Regions from separate parts of the Mus musculus genome. Here all the other regions are linked to region 4. The links are chromatin contacts, called in public HiChIP or PLAC-seq and promoter capture Hi-C maps. All regions are on one chromosome and are shown on one strand. The core of a region is the stretch at or near the end of the contact, and the rest is flanking DNA. Distances in the headings are between cores, read along the strand shown. Region 1 has its middle 13 kb from the start of Gm38412. Region 2 holds the start of Syt6 (synaptotagmin VI). Region 3 has its middle 59 kb from the start of Magi3. Region 4 holds the start of Phtf1os (putative homeodomain transcription factor 1, opposite strand). Region 5 overlaps Lrig2 (leucine-rich repeats and immunoglobulin-like domains 2).

Region 1 (3,721 bases), core at 337-2,836, 430 kb before region 4:
GGCTGAGTTACTGACTGGCTGCCACAGCGACCTGGCATTTGTATGGGTTCTGGGTATCTGAACCACCGCCCTCACATTTGCTTTGGCAAAGGCTTTAACTCCTGAGCCATCTCACCGGGCCAGCCGGGCCGTTTGTTTGTTTGTTTGTTTGTTTGTTTTAAACTAAGTTAATTAACTAACCTGGGATAGATCATTCAGAGGGTAAGAGCACTTGCTGCTCTTTCAGGGACCCGAGCTTTAGTCCCCAGCACTCACATGACACTTTACAACGGTTGGTAACTTCAGTTCCAGGGCTTTAGTGCCTTCTGGCCTCCTAGGTACCAGGCACAGTTGTGGCACACAGATATACATTCAGGGGCAACAAATAAAAATAAAAAACCCTTAGAGAATAAAAGTTGATTCTCTCAAGCGTTTGTTGCTATGAGAGAGAGAGCAGACAGACAGACAGAAGGGTTGTAGTAGGACAAGAAGGACACACTTTGGCTTCAGGGCTATGTCATTTTTTTGTAACTGTCAGTCTGAGTTTCTCCACTCAGGTCATTATCAACCCAGCTCCATTTCCACATTGTGCTGTTGTGGTGCACAGTCCATTTCATCTGTGTACCATTCCAGTCTCAGGAATGCACTGGCTCCTTTCCCCCAATATTGCATAGATCTAAGGGGACCTGCTGGAGCACCCCCCCTTCCCCTCCAGGGACAACGGCTCACTCTAGCCTCGGTTTGAGACTGGGGATCTGAGATCTGCTGAGCAGACAGGCTTCCCTTCGGATGCTTGCTTTTGTTTAGGTTTGCAAGATGAGAGTCTGCTCTGACTCCAAGGTCTTAATGAAGCTTTTCTAACTTAATTTTCAGAGGTAATGACAGAGCCACCCCTGAATATTTGATCCGCGCCATCCCTGGCTTCCACTTGCATGAGATATTTGGCGTGGTTCTCCCGTGCTCTGCAAGCCTGGCAGCTTGTGTTTCTTTCCTGCTGTGCCGCAGCGTGGGGCTTTGGACCATCGCCTGATTATTATGCCTCCCTTAATGTTTTTGTTTGTGTTTCTGTCAAATATCTTCTTAAAGGTTGATTCCTGTCCTCTCTTAAGAGCAGATTGAAAATAAATAAAATAAAATCAAATAGGCTTGTGCTCTGTGTGAAATGCCTTTATTATTGATGAAGATATCCTGTTCCAGTGTCTACCAGTCACCTGCTTATCCAGGTCAGGAGCTGGGAGCCTTTCTCCAGGCTGTGTTAGCCTCTAGCGCTTCAGTGATGTGAATATGAAGCAGTCTTCATTGCAGGGGTTCAGCACACTGGCTGTAGCCCTAGTGCAGTGTGTGTCACACAGTGAGGAAGGGTCCTCCTCTGCCCCAGTTCTGACATGCTGAAAAGGAGCTTCAGCGAAGGGACCTCGTCCTGTGACCCCTGGGCCGACCCATTTGCTCCTTCCTGCTGAGACTAAGAATGCTTATTGTTTGATGAACATTTTAATGTGGGCTGGTACTTGGAATGATTGACATGCATCATCTAACAGAAGAATTATACAGGGTAGAGAACACTATATTCACAGCCAGAAGCAGGGAGAGATGATGTCTGTGCTCAACTTACTTTGTTCTTTTCATTTAGTCTGGGAGCCCAGCCCATGAGCTCACTCATCCTAGTCTATGTAATAAGCCCTCACAGATATGCCTGGAGATTTTTTTTCCACCTTGATTCTAAACCCCATCAAGTTGATAATGAAGACTAACTGTCCTAACCTCTGTCAATTGGACCCCTAAGCATATCACTTTAAAAAAATTATTCATTTATTTTATGTATGTGACTACCCTGTAGCTCTCTCTCCAGACACACCAGAAGAGGGCATCAGATCCCATTACAGATGGTTGTGAGCCACCATGTGGTTGCTGGAAATTGAACTAGGACTTCTGGAAGAGCAGTCATTGCTCTTAACCACTGAGCAATCTCTCCTATCCCAGCATATCATGTTTCAGCCATAAGCTCCCACCTTTCTCCCCAGAGGCTCAAGGCCACCATATAAAATGAGATGCATCCAGTTGAACTTCAAAAGTCCCCATGATCTTAACAAATCCAACACTGTTTATAAGTCCAAAATTATAGCCTCATCTTGAACTTGGGAAATCTCTTAACTGTGAGCTCTTATGAAATAAAAAACACACTGTATTCTTCCAGTTTACAATGGTGCAGAATAAATATCTCCATTACAAAAGGGATGAATAGGCGACTAGCAAGAACGAATCAGACTGTAGATGGAAACCTAGAAGGGCAAATAGCAACCATGTAGCTGGATGTCTGACATCTGGGAACACTGATAGAATTGTTCAGGCTCCAAAGGGCTTGCATGGTTCACTCCTCTGGCTCTGCTACCTGCAGCAAACACAATTGCTCTCTTGTGCCAACTCTACCTCATGTCTGCAGCTTTCCTCGGCATATGCTCTGTGGTCTGGGCATCTCCAACATCGCTTATCATTTGCTAATATGATTGTTATTCTATTGACCAGCATAGCTAATGTAATAACCATCCTGGAGACTCCAGTGCAACCTAGCTTTACTTGCGCAGCTTCATGTGGTAGCCTCTTGGGACCTCCTTGCCTAGCTAGCATCAACTTCAGGAATCATGGTAGTCGACTCCATGACCTCTTCAGGCTTTCCCCTTTTCACGTCTATAACACCAGTACCATTTGGACAATGCTGCCTAGTTCTGAAGCTAGCTTGGGACGGAGCTGGGCTGGTTTTGCACACAGCTGCATGGCTCTGTGTGTGTTAACCCAGGCAAGGCATTCACACGCAGGTATTTTTGAGCAGGGAACCCCGGTCCCATTTTAGGTCCTTTTACTTGAATTTGCATTTTCACTTTGGTAGATGGGATCTTGTCCCTCAGGTCAGTTTATTGTCCCCACTACAGAGACCAGGTTTTTCTTTAGTGACACTAATCACTAACAATTGGAGCTACTGTGTCATATTCACTCTCCTCCTCTGGAGCTGTAAGGCTGCTCACACACCGTCCTGGCCCTCTTTTTGCACTCTCTCACTGTAGGCCTGGGTAAGAGCCATTGTACAGCACAGCCTGTGTGCCATCCTGTTTTGAAATTTCCTCCTCCAAATGAATTAATCCACTACCTTTAAATCCAACCCCATTCAGACTCTCAGGACATGGACAGATGCAGCCAGGTTCCACGGGAAAACAAACAAAAACCAAACAAACAAAAAATAGCACTCAAATGGCCTCTGGCCCAGGTTTTGACAGAGTTCTGAAACCCCATAAACCAATCCTCCATTGTCTGTGTTCTCTCAGTATTCTTGTCTTCCAGGCTCCTACCAGAGTCTGACCATCAAGATTAACAGTCAGGGGGCTGGAGAGATGGTTCAGCAGTTAAGAGCACTGACTGCTGATCCTGGGTTCAATTCCCAGCAACCACATGGTAGCTCACAACCATCTGTAATGGGATCCAATGCCCTCTTCTGGTGTGTCTGAAGACAGCTACAGTGTACTCATATACATAAAATAAATAAATCTTTTTTTTTTTAAACAAAAAGATTAACAGTCAGGTCCTGGTCTGAGAGAATCACAGACCTTGCTGGGAATAGGTACTGTCTAGGGGAAGGTGGTTTTAGGTATGCAGCGTGCTGAGCAGGGTGAACCACATGGACAGAGGGAATTCAGGTTTATGCAAGGTTCAGGATGGGTTTTCAGGGGTCTGGATGCAATGCTTTGGGAGC
Region 2 (3,496 bases), core at 136-2,635, 390 kb after region 4:
CTCTGCAGGATCTCCCCACCCCCACGCCGCATTCGCTCCGGGCCGCAGGCTGCCCCCGGGCCCTTCCCTCCGAGGGGACACGACCCATACTTCCTCTGTCCTGTACCCTCCTAATTGCGGGACAAAGGATCCCGCTGCAGCAGGAGAGCTTGGCGGCAAAGACTGGTGCAGCAGGTACATACCCGGGCCGGTCGGCTGTCACGCCGCGGACACTCCCGCGGCTCCCGCCGCCAGGGCGCGACACGCCACCCCTCTTGTCGCGACTCCCGCGAGACGTCGCGGCTGCACGCAGGACCGGGTCCCCGAGGGGCTCGGGCTCAGGACTCACCCGGGCTCAGGAGCTGGACTCGGCTCGGGCTGCCGCCTAGACTTGGCGGCTGCCGGGGTTGCGTCCGGCGCAGGGTCCGCGGGGCCGGGGCAGGAGGTTCCCGCCTGGCAAAGTCGGTGAGAGGCACCGGCTCAGTTGAACACCCGCCCGGAGTCCGAGTGAGTCAGAGAGAGACCGAGGAAGCGAGTTATAGGGGTGCCGGGTGGGGGTGGGGGTACGCCACGACACTCTCCCCACCCCGCCCCCCGTCCCCCCTCCCCCCCGGCGAGACGCAGACAGCCACTCGCTGCTGAGAAACCTGGACACAAAGACCGCGTGCCAGCTGCAGGCGCAAGTTTTTCCCAAGCCCAGTGGCACCGCCAGCCTTTACCCAGTCACTAATGAGCCCTGGATCCTAGATCCTGAACCCTGGACAGCCCCCCACCCCCTGAAACACAGCTTTCCTCCGTGCCCAGGACGTCTCCATTCCCCTCACCCTGGCCAATCGCTCCTGGGATGAGCCCAAGACACAAGGGAAACTGAGGCCCCAAGGATGCCGCATCTCCGGGCTCTCATAATTAGTGACCTGGAAGGAGAAGGGTTCTCTCCTCTCAGGTCCTCTTCGAATCTCTCCCTGCGGGCGGTGAGCCAGGGAACTGACCCAGACTGGGACTCCGAGCTAGACTTCTGAGGTTCTGGGGCCCTTGGGCTGGTACCTTGGGCAGGGGAGGCCACTGAGAAGAGAAATCCAGGAGTGGAGAGGGACCTGGGTCTCCCAGTACCTGAGTCTGCCGCGCTTGGACTCTGCTCCGGGGACTGCAGCTCGAAGCTCCGACAAGTCTCAACGTCCAGCCCGAGAGGGGGCGGCCGGGCCCGGCACAGAGAAGCCAGGACCGCGAGCGCCGCCTGGCACCGAGGCCCTCCGGCCCCCCAAACCCCGCTCATGCCCCGGACACTCAGGCCAGCGGAGTAGTGGCTCGAACTCCAGCCGCGGCCGGACTGGGGCGGGGTAAGAAGGCCCCAAGAAGACCCTCCCCGCAGCGGCCCCCTGAGGCTCCGCTCTGCTTTTAATCACTTCCCCGCAGGGTCCCCGCCCCTCACGTGGCATCCCGCGGCAGCTGGCAAGTCTGGCGCCTCACGGCCGCCCCCTCCACACTCAGGGACTTGCCTGAGTCCGGGCAGGTTCCAACCCCGCTGTCCCACATCATGCAGGATCAAGGCCAACTGAGTCCTCACTGCGGATATGACCTTGGGCCTTTCTGGGACTCAGTTTTCCATTTCGTAAACGAGGTGTAATAATTACTGGTGCTCTATGAGCTCCCTGGGAATATATAGGTAGTGCTTGTGAAAACGTTGGGGAAACTGCCACATGCCAAACAAGTGGGCATCGCAATAACACAACATAAAAAGGAGTGGTCTGACTGTATGGCGGGAGGACCCTGCAAAGAGAGTTAACAGGAGAAGTTAGCCAGACTTTCCGGGTCTGGGCTTCGGAGATATAAGACCCCAAGACGGCAGAGCGAGGGGAACTGTAAAGAAGACTTTCAGAGCCCCGCAATCTTGCGGTCCGAGGCACCCGCACGTTGCTATGGCGACTGGAGGCAGCGGCCGTCTCTCTCCATGGCAACAGGAGGAGAAAGTTTCTGAATAGGAGTGGGGAGCATTTCAGAAAGGGGTTCGGTTCCCACCAGACCCACCTCCACGCATCAGACCAAACCCACCATAAATAATATATTTTTGTATGAAGCATATATAACAAGGACCAAAAAGACGGAAATCTAAATAGGAGGCTAGACTGTAAAAGGAGCTCCCCTCAGGAACTGTGAAGTGAGACTCAGAAGCAGGGTGGCTGTTAGTTTCGGGATGCTTTCACCCAGGCCTGGAAATCTAGGAGCCATTGCTAACAGACAGGAGAGCGACTCCCTTAAGGCCCTATCACAGTAGACTCCCACCCTTCACCTATCATCATTGTGTTGCCTTTCCGAAGTAGGATCTGGGAAAGAAACTTTAGCTGGAGCCCCTGCACCTGCAGCTACGGGGCTGGTGTGTGCAAGTGAGAGTGGTCAGGGAGGAGGGTCCTTCCTCCGAATACACGTTAATTGGAGGTGGCTTGGGCTGCGACTCAGGTTCCAGAGAGAGGAGATTTGGAGCGGTAGCTCCAGACGATCACCACCATGCACCATCTGTACCAGCCGCATCAACTGGCCCTTATAGTTGCAAACACGAGACAGACAGTGCCCAGGGTAGCAAGAGAAAGGCCTCAACCTAAGAGACCTCTTCTCTCAGCCTGGAGGTTCTCCTAACAGGCGCAGTGTCCCTGTCCGCGGTGCTGAAGATTCGGTTGGTATAATCAGCTTGTGCGCGCTGTGTTAGGGAAGAGTGGGGAGGGGCTATTATAGCGGGTTCGCAGCTTCCACCCGGGTCCCTAGAGCCTGCCATAGAGAAGTGTGGGAACTTGAGCGGAAGGGACTGAGGACGGCTTGATCCATGGTTCAATCCAGACCACCTTCCAGGCAGTGGTGCTGGATTGCTGTTCCAACAACAGGTAAGCTTCTGCCTCTCCACTTGCCTTCCACCCACCTGAGGAACCCAGACGCCCGATATCCTCCCCTCCATCACCAATGTAGATTTCAGCCCCGAGGAGAGTTCGGAGTTCCGAGGCCCCAGGCAACACTCTCATTAGCAGCTTCCCAAGCGGGGGTTTTGTGTTTATGTAAAACACAAATGGAGAGCTGCTCTCTGCTGGTGTTTATGGCAACTCTCACTCCGCGGCGATTTCTCCCTCCTCCTCTCGAGTTTCCTGGGAACATTAGCAGAACAAAGCGCCTTGTTTCCCTTTGCAAAGAATGGAAAAACAAAACAAAACAAAAACAAAAACAAAAAACGGGGACCACCTTTCCAAGGGCTCAGGTCTGCGACGCAGGGAAATCAATATTTTGCTTAACACTGAGTAGGGGAATTTGCCTCTCCACTGAAAGGGAAGGAGCCTGTTCGGAGCAGAGCAGGTGGCAGGAGCTGAGAATTAACGGATAATTTCTCATTGTTCCCGGATCCAACCTCCACACTCGGCAGGCAGCTCTGCGTCTCTGGCATTTCTCAAGCTAACAGAGCGAAAGAGGTTCTGCCCTGACAGGGCTGCAGGAAGAAACCTGAGCTCCAGGCTCCTAGGACATTTGGAGTGCCAGAGTA
Region 3 (3,667 bases), core at 446-2,945, 310 kb before region 4:
CCTCACCTAGCTCATAGGAGAAGCCAGGACTGGTACTCAGGTTCTCTGAGCTATGAAAACTACACTGATAGATCTAGGACTACAGCTCAGCGGTAGAGAAGGCTTCTTTAGAATGTGTGGGACTTGGGGTCAATCTCTAGTACTACCACCACTACCACCACCACCACCACCACCACCACCCCAACACATACTCACACTTACTAGGGAGACTTAATAAGTGTCTCCAAACCCCAAATAGGGAACTGACAACAGAGGGGATATCACCAAAGTCCAGCTTGATCAGCTCATGAGACTTGTTACGGTCATCTACAGGAATATGGATGAGGGCTTATCTACAGAAGAAGAAATAATTCAAAAGATGGTTGCATCAGCAAAGTTCACCTCAGCATGGGTGACAGGTCACACAGATACTGGGGACCTGGAGCACACTGCATGACATGCAGGCAGCTCAGATTGGAGAGTGTCCTTTCAGGTGGTCTGAGCCTCTTCCAGGTGACCTCTGCTGCTTTTGTGCAGTCTATCTCATGTATGTTCTTTCCAGGCACCTTGGCTGGCCCAAGAGTGTTTTTCAGCAGTCCTTATTGCTTGTATGTGCTTGGGAAGGGATGGGCATAATGATTCTGGTCAGTTTCAGGGACTTTCTGAAGCCATTATGTTTTTTACTTCCTGTGTTTAACAAGCTTTCCTGCAGGATAGAACATTTTACCTTCCTTTATAACATCCTATTATCTGCCTGTAAATATCCTGTATCTTAATGAGCTCCCTGCTTAGGGCATCCTGTTGTTGCATCTCCCTTTTAACATTCTGTGTCTTAAAATATTCTGTTGTTTTGCTTCCCCTTTAACATCCTGTGTCTTAATGAGCCTCACTTAAAAATGGAATGTTTTAATCTAGAAGGAAAGTGCTACACAACCCTATACCACACACATATGTGTCCGTACACACAGAGATGAAACTGGGGGTCACTGATGAGTTGGTGGGAAGAGAGGGAATCTAGCTGATAGAAGATAGGAAGAACCAGCCTAAACGATGTTCTGCCTACGTCAATACCATTTATTGAATTCTCACTTTGTTTCAGGTTCCATGCTGGGCACTTACTGTAAATTGCCTTATCTTCCAGATAAAAGCCAGATCTGCCTTGATTGAATCCCAGATCTGCTTACTTAGTGTTCAGTGTCTAGATTTAGGCATGCTGCAGTTTCTCCTTCTGTAAAACAAAGCTGGTAAAGGGAGCTCTCTCAAGTGACTATGGCTCAGGCTAAGTCTAAGAGGGTGGCTTTTTTTCTTGTTTTACAACTATGTTAATATTTTATTATTATCACAGTCCCCAAAACATTCACATTCTTACCAATGAAGGAAACTGATGCCCATAGAGGTCTGCTGGCCCAAGACCACATATCTTATAAGTGATAGTTCCAGCCTAAGCTAGTTAAATAGTGAAACCTGTGCCCTTTCTACATTCAGAGGAAAAAAAAAAAATAAGCCTAATGGCTAAGCGAGAAGGTAGGCCCCTGGGGCCATAAAGTCATTGGCCAGCACTTTCTGATGTTATCTTGAGCTAGTTGCTTAACTTCTTTCTCAGTGGTGATTTCGACATCTCAAAAAAAATGATCAAACGGGCGGGCGGGCGGGAGAGATTGCTTAGGAGAGATGGCTCAGCAGGCATGGCTTTGATGCCAGACCAGCTGACCTGAGTTTGATCCCTGGGACCAAAGTGGTAAAGAGAACTGAACCTAGCAAGTTGTTGTCTTCTGACCTCTTCACTTGTGCAATAGTATGTACACACACACACACACACACACACACACACACACACACAGAGAGAGAGAGAGAGAGAGAGAGAGAATACATGTAATACAAATAATGATCAAATTTGGCATGTTATATAATACGTTACATAGCCAAACATAGTTAATTTTGCTTCTTATGCTACCAAAGTGCTGAGGTTTTCTTTTTGCTGTCATTGTATTTTGTTTGTTTTGTTTTGTTTTGTTTCATTTTGCTTTTGAGACACAGTCTCTCTATGTGGCCCTGGATGTTCTGGAACTCCCTGTGTAGACCAGAGTGGCCTCAAACCAACAGAGATCCATCTGTCTCTGCCTCCCAAGTGCTGAGATCAAAGGCATGCACCACTATGCCTGTGATCTTGAAGGATATAATGATGAGGAAGGTTGTGGAAACTCTTCCTGGCAGCTTGAGATTAAGGTAGAGACAGAACTGCTGTCTTAGCAGGAAGGCAAGAAAGAAAGAAAAAGAAGGAAGGAAAGAAGGAAGGAAGGAAGGAAGGAAGAAAAGAAGGAAGGAAAGAAGGGAGGGAGGGAGGGAGGGAGGGAGGGAGGGAGGGAGGGAGGGAGATAAATAGCTCACAAGACTGAAAGAGTTCATCATGTGTTTTTACAATTTTAAGGTGTTAGTCACTAGCTCTCACTAATGACACTGATGTTTACTAACTTGACTTCATGATGTAGGCTTTGAACTTTTAATCCATGTTACTGATCAAATTAATATAATATAAATGATGGATATTTTCTAACCTGAAAGGGATAGCATTACTAATTCAGTTGGGACTTTAAAACTTGTCAAAAGCCATTACAACAACTGCCATCCATAGTTCCTTTTCTGTCAAGACGAATCAAGGTAGAAAGGATGCCTAGGTATTCATTAAGAGTTGGTGGCTGAAAACATTATAGTCTGGAGATAGCCATCCCCGTGACCTCTTTTCTTCTTGAGGAGTCATCTCATGGAAGCTGAGACGAGACTGCGGTTTGGACAGGCAAGAAAAACGTGAAGGTACCTGGTGTATTCATAGAAACAAAAACACGTTGAAAGCCTGGCTTACTCTTGTCTCCTGCTCTTCACACACACACACACACACAGACAGACACACACACACCCTCAGAGTCAATTGTCCATTAAGGGCCCTTTAGTGAAACTATGTATGTTGTACATGATCTGTGATGTTTAATGTGACTGATGATCTTTACCTGAAGCAGGCAGAAAGAAAAGCTGGAGTGTGGTGATTGCGGGCAAAGCCCTGTCATTAGGGAGAACTTGTAAGAATCTGACTATGCAAGCAGATGTGGGCAAGCTGTATTCAGAGACTGGATTCTACCCCAGAGCCTGCAGCAGGGACCCAAGAAATCCATCCATATTTGGAGTAAACATCTCAGGATGCTAGCCTCATGCAACTCAGAATTGTAAGAATCCAGTCTGCTATACCAAGTGACAACCCAGGAAGCAAAACTCAACCCAGCATGCCAGGACTTGATTACAAAATTGTAAAAATAAAAACGGTTGTTGTTTTGCAGTGTTGTGGCGAGAACCTGGAGTCTTACATGCTGGGCAAGCACTCCCTACCTTCCCAGTTCAGCTGGCAAGTTATAGCGAGTAGTTTCAACTGCCCTGCTTTCACAGATGAAATACACACACATACATTAGCTTATTTTTAATATGCTTTTTAGCGTAATGTCTGAGCACTTCTAAGCCTCCCTTGGCTAACATGCCCTTACCTTCACTCCCAGTTTAACACCTCTAAATCTGCCCTCAATTAAGTTGCCCAGTTACTTTCTCCTTGCTCCACATCCTAGATCTGCCCTCAGTTTAGCTGAGTTTCTAAGCTCCTGCCTGCTATCCCAGGCCCAGTAGGGGAGGTGGCCAGTGCCACTCC
Region 4 (3,479 bases), core at 549-3,048:
TGTGGATATTTCTTTTGTTAAATGTGTTTATTTTCAGCCTCTCTCCAATAAAAGACTAGCAAACTGGATCTGAACTGTCATATGGTAAAAAGCTGACCAGAAATAAGAAGCCACTCTTCAATTTCCCTGGGACATTTGCTGCTGAGGCCACATATCGACTGTCCTCTATCATTACCCATGCGCTGCCGGCTTCCTTGTAAGACTCGGAGGGTAAAAGAATGCATACTTGGTGGATAAATGCAAGTGTGATCCTCTCTTCTCTTTAAAGCAGTAACAAAGCTAGAATCAAAGAAATCAATTTACCTTAATCTGAGTCTGTTCGATTGACTTTTCCCATATCTGCTGATCATATGCTCCAATCTGAAACAAGGAGCAGGCTATTTAAATGATGCAAAGGCAATCTTTGTATCTAAGTCAAACCTCACAAGGCCATGAATCTATTAAATATGGTATCTGGAAAGTGGGTTTCTTACATATTAAGTTCATATTCCCCAGGGATGTTTTAAAAAAAAAGAAAGAAAAAAAAAAAAAGGCTGAATCTAAAAAGTGAAAAAAGCAACCCTCCAAATATTTTACACTAAAGATCACCTAAAATTCCACTCCCTGAAGAAAGCATCAATGGGAATCAGAGAGGAAGAAAAGGTAAGGAGCAGCTCAATCAGACGATAGTAACAATCTGAGCCATGCAGATAAGGATTTCATTCTTGTCTTTATAAAAAAAAAAAAAAATTAAAAGACTGATAATTTGCAAAAGCAAAGCATTGTAGTAGTTCGTGTATGCTGCCTTGAGAAAGGTGACTTACAGCTCACTTCCTAGAACCTAAAACTGTGTTTATAATGACTTTGCACATCATTTTTTATAATTATGTTGAGATGTTATATAAGAACATGTGATATTACCAAACTTAAGGAAAGTTAACAATATTCTTTAAGGGAGTTTTTTGCAGGGAGTATGGTTTACAAACAAAAACTACTGTTGTTACCTTCTTCTGATACCATGATATAGCATCTCTCTCATTTGAGGCCATCTGTGTCTCCAGCCAGAGAAATGGGATCTCACTGAAAACGAAGGAAATATCTCGGTAAGTCCAGTTGTTTCAGGTCATTGTCCCGTTTGGGGGTATGGCTTAAAATCTGCTTCTCTCAGTCTCTCCATTAGCTAGCTGCTCTTACTCAGGGTGTTCGCCAGAAAGAGGTGGGGGGAGGGGGAAATAGGCGAAACAGCATCCGAGAAGCCTCTGCACCACCCAGCACAAGAATGGATGCGGGGACAGCAAGTACCCGAGCTGGCCTCCCGCGCCCTCTGCCTCCCCGCGGCCGGCTCACCTGGTGCCCGCTGCCAGGCAGGCTGCCGGCCGGGCCCCCGCTGCTCAGTGACCCCCGCCGGACCGAGAGGCCGGGGGCGAGGCGGCGGGCCCGGCAGGCCGCATCTTCCCCCAGAGGCCCGGCCGTCCGCCTGGCCGTTACCATGGAGACCGCGGCGGCCAGCCCTGCCCCGGAGGCAGCCCAGCGTCCTGCGCCGGGAGGAGCGCAGCCTGCAGCCACAGACGCCCGACCTAGGCGGCCACAGAACAGGCCATGGGAGAAGCCAGGAGCCAACTGGGGAATGAGCAGAAGGAAGCGGGAAGGGTGCCTTCGCCAGCCACCTCGGCACCCGCAAGGGCTGGGTGCCCGGCTGGAAGCCAGCAGACGGCCCCGGGCCGGAGCAACGGCGCGCGTCCTCCGTGAGGGACGGGCCGCAGCTCCACAAGCTCTCGATGCGATCGGCCGCTTCCGCCTTCCGGCTCCGCCCCCGGCCGCCTTCCCGCCGCTCTGGCTGCCCGGAGGAAGAAGCCGACAGCCGCCTCGCGTGTAACCCTCGACGCTTAACGGAAAGTCACCTCAGAAACGACCCTCCCAGTACCCGTCGGTCCCCGGGAGGCTGGTCCCGATGTTCCAGAGGTTCCTGTGCGGGTCTGTAGCATTTAGCGTGGTGTTTACTTCATGTCCTTGTCTCCTTTGGGGGGACGAGACTAGTGCAGGGCACGAGCCTTCGCTCGAGTTCTCCGTTCTTGTTGGATGGACAAATGTTGGTGAATTTGCGCGGCCTGGAACGCGGACAGGCTGCCTGTGGCCCAGTGGTTCCTCCTTCGGCTCTCGGCAGCTCTGGGACAAAGGCTTTCTGCTGCCCACACAACACTAAGGGGATGCACAGGGCTCGGACTGCACTGGGACTTCCCCCAAATCGGAGAAAATGGCTGTTTATAGTGATTTAAAGAGAGGTCCAGAGAAAGGGCAACTGCACTCTAATGTAAATATAAATATGTATACCCACAGGGTTTCTAAGCTGTTCTTGTCTCTACACATTTGTGTGCACCTTAGTGGTTTGTTTCCAGGGGCCACTGTCTTGAACTTATTAAAAGCTAAGTCCTTTCTTGCCCTAGGCACTAAGCATTTAGTTGATGTAAGGCTAAAAATGGGTAATAGTTACCACTTAGGCAGTCTCCAGCCATTAAAACAGCATCAAATGAAAGTTATCCATACTGTGAAACGACTAAAATGTTAACACCCATAGGAATTATTTTTAAAAATTGCCTCACCCATTGGCAGTGATCCCCACTGTATACCCCTTAACTGTTCAGGGTTAAATAAAAAGCTGTTGAGCCTTAACAGCCCCTTCAGTGCTGCTGGACAGTGGAGCTCAAGGCAACAACCAACTCATTTTGGTAAATGACCTCAAAAAATTACTGTTAAGACCTAAATTTAACACTAATAACAAAAGCATTTGGCTTCATTGCCAAACACACGAGAGGTTTTCTGGGCTGTGGCTGTACTTTGAGGAATAGAATTGGTGGTACAGCTGCAAATTATTTTTCAGGAACCCTGGTAAAAATTTTCAGTGTTTTATTAGGATGCTGCTGTGTAAGGCCAAGCTTTGAACCCCCCAAAAAACATTCAGGCCCCAGCTCCCAGTAATGAACTGTCATTTTAGGAAATTGACTTAACAAGTCTGTTTTCTCACCAGTGTTGTGGAGATAATTAACCCCCTCCTATCTATGAGAACTGATGAAATACTGAGACCCTTCTAAGACCTAAATGCTGTCAGGACAGGCACTTCAACTACAGAGTTCACACAAAACTTAATGAGGAAAGGGATTCTCTTGTCTCCCATACTCCATCCACATCTGAAAAGTAAGCATCTTCATTATTATGCCATGCATCGTCACAAGCCTACGGCTGCTCTAAATGCAGGTAACCAATTTTAAGCAGCAATAAGGACAACTATCACAAATAAAAGCTTCATTTTTCTTCAAAACTAGTTGTACCTCAGTCTGGGTATCTCTGACTTTTTCTTTGGCAAAGAAAAGTCCATGATTTTCTTCTAAAGCTTAAAACTAAAATGGCAAAAAGAAGGTGAGTAGATGGATGCATGTGTGTGTGGAGAAGACTAGTACTCGACAAACAGGGTGCCAGCAATGACAACTCCCATGTGCTATTCA
Region 5 (3,367 bases), core at 390-2,889, 500 kb before region 4:
GAAATTCTTATAGAAGGTTTCTCTCCATCACCCACTGGTAATGCATAGTAAACATGGAAGAGTCCTGAGGGATGGTGGAAGAGCACTAGGTGCTGAGGTCCAGAACCTGAGTTCTAGCACACCTTCTGTCACTGCCTGATGCCTTTGAGCAAGCTATTTGACTTCTGGAGTTCATCTTCCTCAGCTTTAAGCAAGAGATTAGACTCCAGCTCTAGAATCTCCTTCAATCTTAACATAGCTCCTGGGGCTGAAACATACATGGCTGGAGAGATGGCTCAGCGGGTAAGAGCACTGACTGCTCTTCCTGAGTTCAATTCCCAGCAACCACATGGTGGTTCACAACCATCTGTAATGGGATCTGATGCCCTCTTCTGGTGTATACTGCTACAGTGTACTCATATACATTAAGTAAATAAGTAAATCTTAAAGAAAGAGAGAGAGGGAGGGAGGGAGGGAGGGAGAGAGAGAGAGAGAGAGAGAGAGAGAGAGAGAAGTTTACAGTGTTACAGTCTTTGTTGTAAAATCAGGTTTGAGGTAAAATATGTAACTGACTTGGCCACTGTTGCATTTATTCCCTTTAGATGATTTTCTGAAGCCTCAGATAAGGACACACCCTGAAAGCACAATTGCATTAAGAGGTGTTAATGTGACACTGACGTGCACTGCAGTGAGCAGCAGCGATTCACCCATGTCCACCATATGGCGCAAGGACAGTGAGATCCTGTATGATGTGGATATTGAGAATTTTGTTCGTTATCGGCAGCAGGATGGAGAAGCTCTAGAATATACTAGTGTCTTGCGCCTCTTCAGTGTGAACTTCACAGATGAAGGGAAATACCAGTGCATTGTTACTAATCACTTTGGTTCTAATTATTCTCAGAAAGCCAAATTGACTGTAAATGGTAAGGAATTGTGCTACTGGACTTTTAAAATGCTTTTTTTTTTTTAATGTATTTCTAGAATAATCACCATGCCTGTCTGGCTATGCTGTTGGGAAAAAGTACTTTGAAGTATTTTTTACATCTAAATTATGTCTCAATTATAAATCATTTTAGATGTAAATTGACAAGAAAATTGGATCATACCCCAGGTTTGGAGGGAGCCCTTAGTGTTACTTTCTCGTGACTGTGGCACATGGAAGGGGTGCACTTGTGCCCACTGGCCTGCATTCTCCTTTGCCCTAGGAGATACTTGACTTCCTTTTCTGTTTGTTAAAAGACAGTCTTTTGTGGTCTCAGTTTCTTTCCAAAACCACAATTCTCAGAAAAGTATGATTTCCTTTCTCTCATACTGTTTACACTTGAGGGTGTTTAGGACATCTCTGGGTCTAGTCGTGTCTGTAGCTCTCTGGATATAGCCAAAATCATTTTGAAAATAAAGCTCTCCTGGTAGTTGTAAAACCTTTTCTAAAGCAGCTTGGTCTGTCTGTTACTGTGAGATTGAGTAACTCCTGTGCTACAGCAGAGCAATGTACGTGTGCCCTGTGCCTGTGTTTCTTTTTTTTTTTTTAACATTTCTAGCTCTGTTTTCTTTTTTTAAGATTTTATCTTATTGTTTTGTGGGTATTAGTGGTTTACCTTCATTTATGTTTGCACCACATGCATGCCTGGTACCCACAAAGGCCTACAGAGGGCATTGGATCTCCCAGGACTGAAGTATCAGACAGTTGTAAGCTGCCCTGTGGGTGCTGGGAGTTGGACCTGAGTCCCGCAAGAGCAACACCTGCTCTTAACCACTGAGACAACGCTTCAGCTGTACAACCCACTCTGATGTTTCCTAAATCAGGTTTAAAAAAAACATAATTAAAGAAACAAAACAAAAACGGGTTCTATTAACATCTGCTCTTGTTAGATTGGGAAGCATCACTTGATTGTCCTAAGTGAAAGAGGAATAATAAGCACCGAATTCTAAACTGTCATTCAAAAAAGCTTTTGGTTTTCTGATTTCCTTCTTTCCATCAGCATGGTGAATGGGTATGGCTTGTATTCTAGAAGTATTACTTTTCTGCACATACTGATGGGCTGGTAGGAAAGACTGTTGCCAACGCTGTGTTGTCAGTTCAGAGAATATGGTTTCTCAAAGAAATAGTGCATTTTACATCAGAATTCTGCCTGCTAGATTTGTGTCCATGTGTGTTTTCCTTTTGCCTACTTTCTCTGTACTGTTTTTGGAACAGAGATGCCGTCTTTTTTGAAAACTCCAATGGATCTAACTATTCGCACTGGTGCCATGGCAAGATTAGAATGTGCTGCAGAGGGGCACCCTACACCTCAGATTTCCTGGCAGAAGGATGGTGGCACTGATTTTCCTGCAGCCCGAGAAAGACGCATGCATGTCATGCCTGAGGATGATGTCTTCTTCATTGCCAATGTGAAGATAGAAGATATGGGAATCTATAGCTGCATGGCACAGAATATAGCAGGAGGCCTCTCAGCAAACGCCTCACTCACAGTGTTAGGTATGCTTTCTTTGTTAGGACTGCTGTTTACTGGAGCCTCTGAGACCTATGCATGGCTTAGAAAGGCAAGAAAAACAATTTGGAGGTTTTGGTTATTTTTTTTCCTTCCAAGTCAGGGTTTCTCTGCGTAGCCTCAGCTGTCCTAGAACTCACTCTGTAGATCAGGCTGGCCCTGAACTCAAAGACCCGCCTACATCTGCCTCCCAAGTACTGGGATTAAGTCTTGTGCCACCACCATCAGGCTTATGTTGTTGTTCTTATTTTTGTACTTTAGTCAGGGTATGTCAGCTGAAGGTGTTAGTGGGTTAAGTGACATACATCTTAGAACATTCCCAGGGCATAGATCTTTATAACAAGCTCCGGATCCCTTATTCTTTTAAGTTTCCCCTGTAACATTTTAATTCATATGTGTTTTCTAAGTGCTGGGATTATAACTGTGTGCCTTGTTATTCTTAGTTAAAACATGGTTCTTTATGTAACTCAACCCAAGGCAAATTATGCTGTCCAGGTCTCTGTTTTCTTAGACATCAGAGTTTTATAGGGCCATCTTCTCTTCCTCCTTTTCTTCCAACTTTTCTTATTCTTCATCTTCCTCTTCTTCCTCTTCCTCCTCTTCCTCTTCCTCCTCTTCTTCTTCCTCCTCCTCTCTCTCTCTTCTTTTTTAAAGATAGAGTCTCTCTATGATCCAGGTTGGCCTGGAGAACCCATGTCTTACAGGTGAGCCACTCTGACCTGGCTGTCAAAAACCTTTAAAATAAGTTTCTTAACTTGGATGCTGAGGCAGAAGGGTCAAGAGTTCTTGATCAGCTTGGAGTATATAGTTGAGAACCTGCCTCAAAAACATTAGAAATCCCCAGTGCTCACTCACTGACTTGTGTACCAGGCCAGTGGTGTGCTCACTCACACACT

What was found. Promoter capture Hi-C pulls out the DNA fragments that hold promoters and counts their contacts. HiChIP or PLAC-seq counts read pairs in DNA pulled down with a chosen protein or histone mark.
Region 1: a promoter capture Hi-C map of hippocampal neurons shows a contact between it and region 4, with 2.2 times the contacts expected there. The contact joins the enhancer-like site here to the promoter of Phtf1os in region 4. A contact is called at or near these places in 9 of 39 promoter capture datasets (the 3T3-L1 cell line, 3T3-L1-derived adipocytes, cranial neural crest and 5 more), 5 of 115 datasets of contacts at active chromatin or transcription factors (astrocytes, bone marrow-derived macrophages, embryonic midbrain and 1 more) and 1 of 9 other capture datasets (adipose tissue).
Region 2: a promoter capture Hi-C map of neural stem cells shows a contact between it and region 4. The contact joins the promoter of Syt6 here to the promoter of Phtf1os in region 4. A contact is called at or near these places in 1 of 39 promoter capture datasets (neural stem cells), 1 of 484 Hi-C or Micro-C datasets (embryonic stem cells) and 2 of 115 datasets of contacts at active chromatin or transcription factors (embryonic stem cells and memory CD8 T cells).
Region 3: a contact with region 4 is called in a promoter capture Hi-C map of liver, with 2.1 times the contacts expected there. The contact joins the enhancer-like site here to the promoter of Phtf1os in region 4. A contact is called at or near these places in 2 of 39 promoter capture datasets (the 3T3-L1 cell line and liver), 1 of 15 datasets of contacts at CTCF or cohesin (the NIH/3T3 cell line), 2 of 115 datasets of contacts at active chromatin or transcription factors (cardiomyocytes and pancreatic cancer cells) and 1 of 9 other capture datasets (liver).
Region 5: an H3K4me3 HiChIP or PLAC-seq map of the SCID.adh cell line shows a contact between it and region 4, with 10 read pairs. The contact joins the enhancer-like site here to the promoter of Phtf1os in region 4. A contact is called at or near these places in 21 of 39 promoter capture datasets (the 3T3-L1 cell line, 3T3-L1-derived adipocytes, the C10 cell line and 14 more), 3 of 484 Hi-C or Micro-C datasets (bone marrow-derived macrophages, cortical neurons and nephron progenitors), 23 of 115 datasets of contacts at active chromatin or transcription factors (the 230-238 cell line, the SCID.adh cell line, VIP interneurons and 16 more) and 3 of 9 other capture datasets (adipose tissue, embryonic stem cells and liver).

What each region holds. Positions count from the first base shown.
Region 1 is chr3:104,393,821-104,397,541 of GRCm38.p6, reverse strand. No RefSeq gene overlaps it. Among named protein-coding and RNA genes, the nearest start is that of Gm38412, 13 kb to the left of the region's middle. Within about 2 kb of position 1,586, at least 8 of the 459 cell types and tissues checked have an H3K27ac peak or open chromatin away from gene starts, as enhancers often do. A contact at or near this core is called in hippocampal neurons, where this site is marked.
Region 2 is chr3:103,573,134-103,576,629 of GRCm38.p6, reverse strand. Syt6 (synaptotagmin VI) reads right to left here and starts at 1,385. Exons shown (of 8, transcript NM_018800.5): 1 at 1,090-1,385. The coding sequence starts at 1,252.
Region 3 is chr3:104,277,674-104,281,340 of GRCm38.p6, reverse strand. No RefSeq gene overlaps it. Among named protein-coding and RNA genes, the nearest start is that of Magi3, 59 kb to the right of the region's middle. Within about 2 kb of position 1,695, at least 15 of the 459 cell types and tissues checked have an H3K27ac peak or open chromatin away from gene starts, as enhancers often do. A contact at or near this core is called in liver, where this site is marked.
Region 4 is chr3:103,966,635-103,970,113 of GRCm38.p6, reverse strand. It overlaps Phtf1os (putative homeodomain transcription factor 1, opposite strand), which reads left to right and starts at 1,798. Exons shown (of 1, transcript NR_030676.1): 1 at 1,798-3,479. Phtf1 (putative homeodomain transcription factor 1) reads right to left here and starts at 1,856. Exons shown (of 19, transcript NM_013629.2): 1 at 1,327-1,856; 2 at 984-1,059; 3 at 304-360. The coding sequence starts at 1,028. It overlaps Rsbn1 (rosbin, round spermatid basic protein 1), which reads right to left. Exons shown (of 8, transcript NM_001356556.1): 8 at 3,478-3,479.
Region 5 is chr3:104,464,578-104,467,944 of GRCm38.p6, reverse strand. Lrig2 (leucine-rich repeats and immunoglobulin-like domains 2) reads left to right here. Exons shown (of 18, transcript NM_001025067.2): 13 at 582-902; 14 at 2,177-2,458. Among named protein-coding and RNA genes, the nearest start is that of Lrig2, 46 kb to the left of the region's middle. Within about 2 kb of position 1,639, at least 11 of the 459 cell types and tissues checked have an H3K27ac peak or open chromatin away from gene starts, as enhancers often do. A contact at or near this core is called in the SCID.adh cell line and memory CD8 T cells, where this site is marked.